2 separate regions of the Mus musculus genome follow, and region 1 is linked to region 2. A link is a contact called in public Hi-C data. All regions are on one chromosome and are shown on one strand. Each heading gives the region's core, a stretch centred on a gene start, on an enhancer-like site or on the middle of the called end of the contact. The rest is flanking DNA. Distances are from core to core; before and after follow the strand shown. Region 1 has its middle 80 kb from the start of Gpbp1. Region 2 has its middle 80 kb from the start of Actbl2.

Evidence for each region. A called contact is a pair of places that touch in the nucleus more often than the background predicts.
Region 1: a contact with region 2 is called in a Hi-C map of the N1E-115 cell line, with 2.8 times the contacts expected there. The contact joins two enhancer-like sites. A contact is called at or near these places in 2 of 15 datasets of contacts at CTCF or cohesin (the G1E-ER4 cell line and pro-B cells), 41 of 484 Hi-C or Micro-C datasets (the Ba/F3 cell line, CD8 T cells, ECoMG myeloid progenitors and 22 more), 2 of 115 datasets of contacts at active chromatin or transcription factors (CD8 T cells and a beta-TC-6 cell line) and 1 of 9 other capture datasets (embryonic stem cells).

Annotation. Positions count from the first base shown.
Region 1 is chr13:111,407,731-111,413,521 of GRCm38.p6, forward strand. No RefSeq gene overlaps it. Among named protein-coding and RNA genes, the nearest start is that of Gpbp1, 80 kb to the right of the region's middle. Within about 2 kb of position 3,266, at least 14 of the 459 cell types and tissues checked have an H3K27ac peak or open chromatin away from gene starts, as enhancers often do. A contact at or near this core is called in the N1E-115 cell line, where this site is marked.
Region 2 is chr13:111,332,200-111,337,541 of GRCm38.p6, forward strand. No RefSeq gene overlaps it. Among named protein-coding and RNA genes, the nearest start is that of Actbl2, 80 kb to the left of the region's middle. Within about 2 kb of position 2,667, at least 9 of the 459 cell types and tissues checked have an H3K27ac peak or open chromatin away from gene starts, as enhancers often do. A contact at or near this core is called in the N1E-115 cell line, where this site is marked.

The DNA of each region.
Region 1 (5,791 bases), core at 2,016-4,515, 76 kb after region 2:
CAGAGTTAGCTGTATGGCGGTCCCCAGTTCAAGAAACATAGCTTCCAATTGCTCTATCGGGACTCTAAGGAATGGAGCAGTCAATCAGAAACTTAGGAAGGGCAAAGACTCCTGGCTGGGGCACTGGCCCTGGGGAAGCATTTGCTGTGGTCCATCTAACTCTGATCCTTGTGTGGCTTCCCAAGCCAACAGCAGACGGACAGACAGAACCCAGCAACATTCAAATAAGGTATTCACGGCTTTCCCATGCAAAAATGAGTTCCCTATTATTTATTCCTTAGGTGCACAGAGAGAGAGACAGGGAGCAGTCTGAAGGAGAGACTGCCACTGACAGACAGCAGTGCACAGTCTTTTGTCATGCACAAATCAAGGCAGGGGGGGGGGCAGTCATTCTTAGCCTGTCTGTGCTGTAGATTTTCCCTTCCTCAGAGCATCAGTACCACAAGTGACCCCTTTGTCTGTGTATCCTCTTCACTTTGAGGCAGGATTCCAGGTTCCTCAGGAGCCATCCAGTATGTGTGTGTGTGTGTGTGTGTGTGTGTGTGTGTGCATGCATGTGTGTATATGCATGCGTGCATGTGTGTGTGCATGCGTGCATGCGTGCGTGTGTATGTGTGTGTGTGTGTGTGAGAGAGAGAGAGAGAGAGAGAGAGAGAGAGAGAGAGATCAGACACATTTCCTACGTTAGTCTGACCTCAAAATGCCTCCTCGGTAAATACGCTGTTGTGTTGTCTCTTATAAAATATCCACCCCTGTTTTTGCTGTAGAAAGACAGAAAGAAAGAAAGAAAGAAAGAAAGAAAGAAAGAAAGACCTTGAACATGCAAAGAATTTTTCAAGTTTCACCTGAGGCTCAAGACAGAGGTATGAAGTCTCCTGGCATGGAGGAAGGGTCACAGAGTCAAGGGCAGGCTGGTCAGAATTTCTGCATATTTCTCTCTCTCTCTCTCTCTTTCTCTCTCTCTCTCTCTCTCTCTCTCTCTCTCCCTTCCCTTCCCCCCTCTCCCTTCCCCTCTTCCTCCCTTCCCCTCTTCCTCCCTTCCCCTCTTCCTCACCCTGTTTCCTTAGAAAGACAATCCCAAATAAACCACAGAAGTTCTTTGAAGCCCAGTTCACCCTTGTACTGGCTAGTTTCATGTCAACTTGACACAGCTGGAGTTATCACAGAGAAAGGAGCTTCAGTTGAGGAAATGCCTCCATGAGATCCAACTGTAAGGCATTTTCTCAATTAGTGATTAAGGGGGAAAGTCTCCTTGTGGGTGGGGCCATCTCTGGGCTGGTAGTCTTGGTTCTATAAGAGAGCAGGCTGAGCAAGCCAGGGGAGGCAAGCCAGTAAAGAACATCCCTCCATGGCCTCTGCATTAGCTCTTTCTTTCTGACCTCCTTGAGTTCCAGTCCTGACTTCCTTTGGTGATGAACAGCAGTATGGAAGTGTAAGCTGAATAAACCCTTTCCTCCCCAACTTGCTTCTTGGTCATGATGTTTGTGCAGGAATAGAAACCCTGACTAAGACAACCATGAAACCTTATATTCACAAAAGAAGTAAACAACCATAATGGGGCAGGCTTCGGTTGAGGTTTTCTGGACGATGGGGTACAGTGTTTAGTGAATAAGATGAACATCCCATGTCGGGAGAAGCAACTTTGGGTGAGGTGCTTGGGGCTATTGGAGTCCTCGGAAAGAGAAAGAGAAAACAGGGAGAGATCATACAGCAGTCACAAACTCAGATTAAGTGGGCCTGTTGCTGCCTTTGCTAGAGTCAGCTAAGACCGCCTCAGAATCAGAGCTCTGGCTTGACGTGGTAGCATGGTACAGAGGCTGTGTTGAATGGCATTGCCCTTCAGAATGAACGCAGAGCTTGATGCATTGAGACCTAATCTTCAAGCTAGGAAACAAGCATTGAGGCTTTATAATTCCCTTTGAAGGATAACAACTCCTGGAGACAGGAAATGAAACACGTTCCCAAAATTAGCCTGCTGATAGGTGGCAGGTGCTGGCGCTGAGACACCCATTCCTTCTAAGACTTCTATCACTCAGCCATTTGAGTAAATGTCCCAGCTCCTGTATCCAGTAGGTGGGGCCCATTGTGTCATGTGCAGTCAAGTCACTGAGGTTTAAAAACTAAGTTTTGATGTCAGTGTAGCCTAACCAAGATCCTGTCACTACAGCGGCTGTAATATACTAACTGCTCCACCCTGTGTGTGTGCGTGTGTGAGCGTGTGTGTGTGTGTGTGTGTGTGCACACGCGTGTGCATGTGCGCGCGCTCGCACAGACTAGTTTAAGTAATTTTCTTGGAAACTTATTTGAATTCAAAATAGACTTGCAGCATTTTTGATAGATTGTGGGTGGATGGATGGACAGACAGACGGACAGTGAACGGGAATACTAGCAATGATCTAGCATGGATATTCGTGTCTTGGGAGCAAACCCCAGTTACACTTCTCCCTGCCACAAATCTATACCACAGACCAACACTAAGAAAAATATAATTTAGTAGAAGAAGGTGAAGTCTGGGATCTACTTCAAATCTGATTCAGGGGCACAATTTTCCTTAAGAGACACTCTCTAGAATGACTTCGTTTTATAAGTGAGGGAGGAGAGGTTACGGAACTCACTCAAGGTTGCATAACTCATGAGAGACCGCCATCATAACCCAGTGCTCCAAGCTCAGTTGGCACCTCTATTAGATGTTTTTACCAGAATATATCACCCAGTACCAACCATGTGAGTCCCGGAGACAGAGCTCCACTCTCTGCCAGCAGTGACCACACTCAGCCATCATATACAGCCAAATGTGGCACGTCTTTTCTCCCACAACTTAGACGGGGGAATCAGAAGCGGCAACTGAGAAGATATCCTGGCTTATCAGTCCCATCTTAAGCAGAGGAAACAGGATTAGAATGAAGCACCGAGCCAAATCCAGCACAGCTTTCTGACTGTCCAGTGCATCCTTCGAGACACTACAGGGTCATCCCTATGAGCACGCTCACAGGACCCCACCCCACCCCACCCCCCAGGGTTTACAATCCGTAACAGAGAGAGAGAGAGAGGCTGCCTCTCCCCAGAAGACTCAGTATGTCCTAAGAGGACCAAAGTTAGCAGTCTTTGAAAATGAACTGAGAGAGGTCCCTGCAGAAACACTACCTACAAGTGTGTGTGCTTGGAAAGCAAATCATGGAGCCAGGGAGGTGATGTGGAGGAAAACACAAAGCAAGCACAAAGATTTGAGTGAGGCTGGGTGCAGAGAAGCATCTTGAATATCAGGGCAGCTCTTTCTTGACGCTAGTCAGCAAACACCTCCTCTTTTACAGGAAAACAGCTTTGGAGCTCGAATGAATTTTTGCCGACAGTGTTTTGCCGCCCTCTAGTGTTCGATTTTTAATTTTAAAAAGGCATTTAACACACCTGGATTAACGTGGCCTTTCATCCCTTCCAGTCTCCTGGAAGTTAATGGTTTTTGGACTGTCATTGCACTAGGCAGATTGAATCACAAACGTCAGTTAAAGACACAAGTTTCGTTGCTGTTTACTAACACAGGATCTTAGTATATAGCTCAGCCTGGCCTTGATCTCACTATCTTCCTTCCTCATCCTCCCAAATGGAACATGCATGCACGATCATGCCTGGTGCATGTTATAATAGACTCTTATGAAAATGTAACATACACATATGAGTGAACATTGTGAACAATAAATATGCTGTACAGTTAAAAAGAAAGCTAGGGTGCTTTCATTTTGTTTTTCTTCACCAAAAATACTGCAAATATTTGAGAAGACAGACATGTTTGTCATCATGTAAACGTCACATAAAATGTACATTTATCAAGACATCATGTGGTACTGATAAATATGTAAAGATGTGTATACCAATTTTAAAATAATACTTCTAAAAATCTAATACTTACCTGACAACTTCTTAGCACATAAATGTCCTTTCTGGGTATAGAATTTCAGTTATGTGCTATGCGTGCATTCTTGAGATCTCATGTGCAATAAAAAGGATGGCCACAACACATAGCCCTGTATTATTCAGTTTAAAAGGAAATTTTTACAAACGTTCTTTCTGCCTCTCCCTCAGATACCACCCACTAAACTGGGTTGCTTGAGTCCCACAAGCAAGGAGGAAACTCGAAAGACCACATGATAAAGCCAGGCTGTAAGTCACTATCTGGGTTACTCTAATATAGTTTAAGAAGAAAGTAACGCTATGCCTGAGAGAAGTCTTCAGTGCTCCGGTGATTTCCCAACCAGATCAGGCATCTGGAGACTAGTGTTTTATGTATAGAACCTTGACCCCAGAGCTTTTGAAAAAGTAGCATCAAGATATATATAAAAGAGAGGCGAGTGCGAGGCGATGTTTCCTGCCATGATGATAATAGATTAAACCATTATCTGAAATGCAAGCCATTTTTTTTTAAGTAAGAATTGTTGTGGCCATGGTTTCCTCTTCCGAGCTATTGAAACCCAAACAAGGACAGGGTATACTTGGACTTGGACGAAGAACCATCAATGAGAAGAGGATGCTAGGTAGGGGACACCAAGGAAAGGGGCGCATGCTGCACACATGCCCCAAGGTCCTAGCGCTCAACCTTCTTCTGTGCTCTCTCATCAAACAACACACAGCCTGCCCCGTGAATTAGCTAACAGCAAAGTTATAGAAGGGATGAGGATGGAGAGCGTAAGACAACCTTGTCTGCCATCATGCCACTGTGGACTGCTGCCCGCCCTGCACTTATGATCACTCTTGGTAACCAGTAGTCAGTGTCTGCTGATAGATATATATACCAATGATCAATACACCACCTCTGTGGAACAGAGGTAGGACTCCTGAATTCCTATTTGAAAGTTTTGTGTGTGTGTGCATGTGTGTATATATATATATGTGTATATATATATATATATATATATATATATGTATATGTATATATATGTATATATATATTAAAGAATTATTACATTTGTTAAAGGACTTGTCATATATGGCAGGATTTATTTTTAAAACTGCCTTACAGAGGTGGACATTCATTGAAGTGGGGCGGCTAAGGATCTAGTGGGAAAGAAAGGTGTCATTCACCAAGACTCTTTGGTACCTTTTTTTTCCCCCAGAGAGTGGGATGGAGTGGAGTGGGGGGACATAGTTTCTCTGTGTAGCCCTGGCTGTACTAGAACTTGATCCATAGACCAGGCTGGCCTCAAACTTGACATCCACCTGTCTTTGCCTCCTGAGTGCTGGGATTAAAGGCATTCACCGCCACCACCAGGCCCTTCGGTACATTTTTAAATGTGTGTTTTGTTGTCAAATTACTTTTAAAAAATACATGTTTTTCCCCAAGGCAAAGTAAAGTCAGTGTCTAAAATGTCTGATTCTGGACCCTGGAATTGGAGAGAATGTGGAGGAGGGAAGCTATCTACTGAATCATTTAGTAGTTTGGTGGCCTTGTTTTTGTATGTAAAAAGCATTTCTTTCATAACTCTTGGGATTCTTGCAACAAGATACCTGTACAATTCTATGCATATATTAGCCTCACTTCCGTCAGAAAAATTAAAGCCATGATACTTTCTGGATACAAAGTTTAAACATTATCATGTGTGCTGTGCGAGTAGACATCAACAGCTCTTTGGCCCCCTCTGCTGGTCACTGAGATATATACCTGTGAAAATGATCTTCGAATATATTTGACATTTGTTGTCATGTCAGAAAAGGAATTATTTCCATTTCTGTGAGTCCAAAGAGCCTTTCTCCTTGGCCGATAATTTCACAAAGATCAAAGATATGTGTTTCTAAATGCTTC
Region 2 (5,342 bases), core at 1,417-3,916:
CAGTTAATCTGTTGATCCATACTTTTCTGGGCTTAGAAGCTGTTTATCTTCTCTACCCTTCAGGAAGTGATGGTCTGGGCTGCCATCTTTGTTGGTGGTGGTTGGTGGGTTGGGTTTGGGTTTGGGTTTGGGTTTGGGTTTGGGTTTGGGTTTGGGTTTGGGTTTGGGTTTGGGTTTTGATTTTTGATTTTTGGTTTTTGATTTTTGGTTTTTGGTTTTTGGTTTTTGATTTTTGGTTTTTGAGACAGAGTTCCTAGGCTACCTAGAACTCAGAGATCCACCTGCCCCTCCCACTGCCCTTGCCACTGCCCCTCCCTCCTGAGTGCTGGGATTAAAGGCATTCACCACACCCAACTTCCCTGCTGCCAGCTTTGAGGGGCACCCTATCTCCATGGTGACTCCCTAGAATTCTCACCACAGCTTTATTAAAGGTACCTGTGTTTATTTCGCCGCATTACATAATCACCTGCAAGTGCTATAATCATGACCCAAGACTGGGGCATCACCCTTCATCTCAGTTTAGAGTCTACCTCTTCAGGGAAACAGACCCTTCTCTTAAGTCACACAGATAATACTGAATTCTGGCTATTTAACTTAGAGAACTTATCACGGCTGATAATAGTTTTGTATTGATTTTCACTCCCCTCTTCATCTTCTTTTTTCTTCTCCCTAGGCCATATGCTTATTGGAGAGAGAGAGAGAGAGAGAGAGAGAGAGAGAGAGAGAGAGAGAGAGAGAGAGAGAGAGTATGTTCTTTTACTCCTTTATAGTTACAGTAATAGCTCAGAGTATCCCACACAGTCATGAATAGGCCTTGCTATTATAGCTAGTATTAAAGTCTGGGTTCTTCCATTATTGCTTATGTTCTGGATGTCATTTTCCCTTAAAGAAAATGAAAGCACTGACTGCATTTCCCTCAGCTGTATCACTGCCCTGCATTCAATATGATTAACAAACTTTGGGGGGCGGGCTAAATTGAAGGTCTGCAGGGAGCCGTCAGCTCAGTCAATGGGATGGGCCTTAACAATATTCACTTTGGCTCAGACTTTGGAAAAACACAAAAAATCAGATGGGTTCTAAGAATAGCAGACAGACTGTCTGGGGGGGGGGGGAGAAGGATTCTTAAAGTTACATTTATTTTCCTTTAGGACGTGAAACTCTTTGATCTTTTGTCAATGCATATGGACCAAATTAAACTGAGAAGATTGTATTCCCTTATCCTGCAGTCTTGTAACATCTTTCCCCAAAATTGATCTCTGTTATTTTTAAATGTCAGTGTGGATACATACATTCCTAAATGGATATGAAATAATATGGAAACGATCAGATCCTGAAAGAAACTGTTCAAGAGCTCAGAGTCAAAGCTTGCAATGAAGAGTAGGTGAAAGGCTTCAAAACTCACAAGCCTTTTACTTTGACCCCTTAAATAGACCAAAGCAGAAGCAACCGTGTTAAGGCTGCATCCTCCTTTATACGACATGCTATATACAAGGTCCCAATTACAGCGCAAGTCATCCCAATGTGCTAGTGAGTATATAGACTACAGAGAGAGAGAGAGAGAGAGAGAGAGAGAGAGAGAGAGAGAGAGAGAAAAGAGAGAGAGAGAGATGAGAGAGATGAGAGAAAGAGAGAGAGAGAGAGAAACGAAGATCATTAACCTGACCTGAGGAAGTATTCAATAAAACTAATAAACATTAATGAAATATTTATTAACATTTTGCTCAACCTTTTCTTTAGAATTTACCATAACTCAGGGTTTGTCTATATATCTTCAAAAGTTCTGACACTGGAGATGTGGCTCCATGGCAGAGCACATGCCTAATATGCGTAAGGCCTGGGATTCAATGCTCACTCGGTACATACTACAGGAAGGGGGAGGTGGGAGGGAAGCAGGAAGATGCTCTGAAGAGATGTTTACACAGGTGCCTATTTTGTGTTTATATATTTGCAGGTACCCAGAATTCCAATTTTGCCCACTGACATCAATCACAGCTTTATTTAAAATGACGATGGTCCTCGTTCAATATAACCATTGTAAATCTAAATACTTGTATTCACAGCAAAAGCTATAGGACTGACGGGATTGCTGTTCATCTTCATTTTGTCTTCTGCTTCTACCATGCGGTAGAATCACAGGCAGATGCGGCATATGTGGCCAAGCCCTGGGAAACGGAGTCCAACTCTGTGTCAAGATGATGCACTCCGGCTCCTTCTGCTCCGTCTGCTTTGGATCACAGATCTGACAAGAGAAGGCTGAGGCGAGAAGCCGGGTCATCTGAACGCTGCACAGAGCCCTGCGTCCTGCTGGGACGGTTTCCATCATCATTCCATAAGCATTTTACAGTGACTCCACTAGAGCAAGGGGCCGAGCAGGGTGCCCTTGATGAATGTGCCTCCAAAGGAAAATAGACCCACGGCGGACGTGTTTCCCTAGACGTTTCTCTGCTATTAACATGCTCAGAGAGCTTGGCATTTCTGTGAGCTAATACGCAGGTAGTACATCCTCTTCTCCTACCTGTTCCCCAGGTGGGACCGTTAAGGTAGAGGTGAGAAGTCATGTTTTCAAACATGCTAATGTAGACCATCCCACATCCCCATTAGGCCGTGATGAGATCTACCCACCAGATGGCTCATGGCAGTCGACACTCTAAGGACTCAGGTTTCACCTTCTTGCCTCCAACCACATTTCAATTTCCTCCAGATTACTAACCAAACGCCAGATTGTGAGACTGTGCCTCCAAGAGGGAAAATGGGGACTTAACAGGCACCAGCCAAGCAGAAAGCCCCCCCCCCCCCGCCACCAACTGCCTCTTAAAAAGCAAATGGACTAATGGCTTAATAATGATTAAAAGTTAAGAGACTGTAATGGAATTGCCTCCTGAACTATATAGTTCCTATATAGTGGCCCTAACCCAGGCACTTTCTGTGAAGACTGGTGACAGAGGGGATGTTCTTCCTGGTTATCAATTCACAGAAATGCCAAGTTCTCTGAGTACTGTAACAGTAGAAAATTCTCTAGGGAAACATATCCATTTTGGGTCTATTTTCCTTTGGATGTACATTCATCAACATGGTGAACAGCCTCTCACTTTAGTGGTTTGGTTTTTGGTTTGGGGGTTTTGTTTGTTTTTGGTTTGGGGTTTGTGGATATTGTTTAAATTTTGTTTGTTTTTTTAGTGGATATCTTTTGGGGGGATATTTTTTTATTTACATTTCAAATGCTTTCCCCTTTCCAGGTCTCCCCTTAGGAAACCCCCTCTCCCATCCTCCTTCCCCCTGCCTCTTTGAAGGTGTTCCCCAATCCACCCATTCCCATCCTCCCACCCTGGCATTCCCCTACACTGCGGCATCGAACACCCTCAGGCCCAAGGGCCTCTCCTCCTACTGATATCCAACAAGGCCATCCTCTGCCACATATGTGGCCAGAACCATAGGTCCCTCTATGTGTATTCTTTGGTTGGTGGTCCAGTCCCCTGGAGCTCCAGGGGGGTCTGGCCTGTTGACATTGTTGCTTCCTCCATGGGGCTGCTCCTCAGCTCCTTCAGTTCCTTCTCCAACTCCTCCATTGGGAACCCCTGAGCTCAGTCCAATGGTTGCCTGAGAGCTTGACCTCTGTATTTGTCAGGCTCTGGCAGAGCCTCTCAGGAGACAGCCACATCAGGCTTCCATCAGCAAGCACTTCGCAGCATCCACAATAGTGTCCAGGTTTGGTGACTGTATATAGGATGGCTCCTCAGGTGGGGCTGTCTCTGCATGGCCTTTCCTTCAGTCTCTGCTCAATACTTTGTCTCCATATTTCCTCCTGTGAGTATTTTGTTCACCCTTCTAAAAAGCACTGAAGCATCCACATTTTGGTCTTCCTTCTTCTTAGACTTCATATGGTCTGCGAATTGAATCTTGGGTATTCTGAACTTTTGGGCTTATAAATTATGGAATTCTTATGGGATGATGATAGGGGTGTGGTAATAATGAACGCCTGCAGTGTCTCTGACTGAGACAGAATCTATTGTTCTTTGGAAAACCCACCTCCCAAAGTTTCTGTCCGTTCCTTACCTGTACCATAAGAATAACTTAGTAGATCATTTGCCTGACATGCATGCATTTAGTTCCCCAGAATCAAGGAAACCTGGGTAATTTGTTTAAATGTAATATAATAAACATAATTCACTAAAGTCTCAGTCCAAGAGATTCAAGTTCAATTGCTCTTGGGAAGATACTTTATTTTCTAGGCATACACTTGCCAAATTGCATCTCATAACATAATATATACATGCAGGTTTTTAAAATTTATTTATTTATTATATGTAAGTACACTGTAGCTGTTTTCAGATACACCAGAAGAGGGCATCAGATCTCATTATGGATGGTTGTGAGCCACCATGTGGTTGCTAGGATTTGAACTCAAGATCTTCGAAAGAACGGTCAGTGCATTCTCTTACCCACTAAGCCATCTTGCCAGCCCTACATACAGTTTTTGCTTCTTCAATTTTAAAATGCTACCTCTGTGACTCTTTTTTAATTGATAAATATTATGGGCCATGGAATGAATAGTTTCTATCGACAAAGAGTAAACTAGAGACACATTTGGGTAATGTATGTAAGGGTAGAAAATTTTAATGTTTCATTTAATAGCTTTAATTTTTAAAAAAAAAATATACAATCAAAGAGACTAATCCAAAGACCAGATATGCATGAATGAGTTATTTCTGTGGGAGAAGTAAAACCTTGAAATTATTTCTAAAAAAAAAAAAGGAATAATGATGCCTACATAAAATAAATAATCATAAAGCATTTAGAACTATTAGTACAAATAAGTTGCAATTGTTTATTCTTTGTAACAGTTAATTCCCAGTATTATATCAACACAGTATGGACTTTTCTACACATACATACTAGTGACCCCATCCACCCAGCCTCTCTGTTACCCTATAATCGCACCAGAACAGCACTGGAGAGCAAGGCCCCCTGATACGCACAATCAAGATGCTCTGATTTATTCTCATCCTCTTTCTTATCCTTGGACATCCTTTAGCCTAAAGCTCATAAAGTGATCCCAGAAGAGCGATGCAGCCAAAGGTCCCACATAACTGCTTTAATAGCTTTTCTGGTTTACGTAAGCATGATAAAAGTCATGGGGGCTGCTTGTCTAGCTGCGTGGTGCTGACGATTTGGTGATCAGGGTTAATAGACAGTGACCCAGAGGATGAGAATCCGGTAAGGGAAGTGGTTGGGGTGTTGACTCTACTGCTGGCCAAAAATGAGACACTAACTAGCCTCCAGCCAAGACCTCAATGCTGGGTCGAGGCAACCTTAAGCGAGCAGCAGGGCAACACATGACAGTG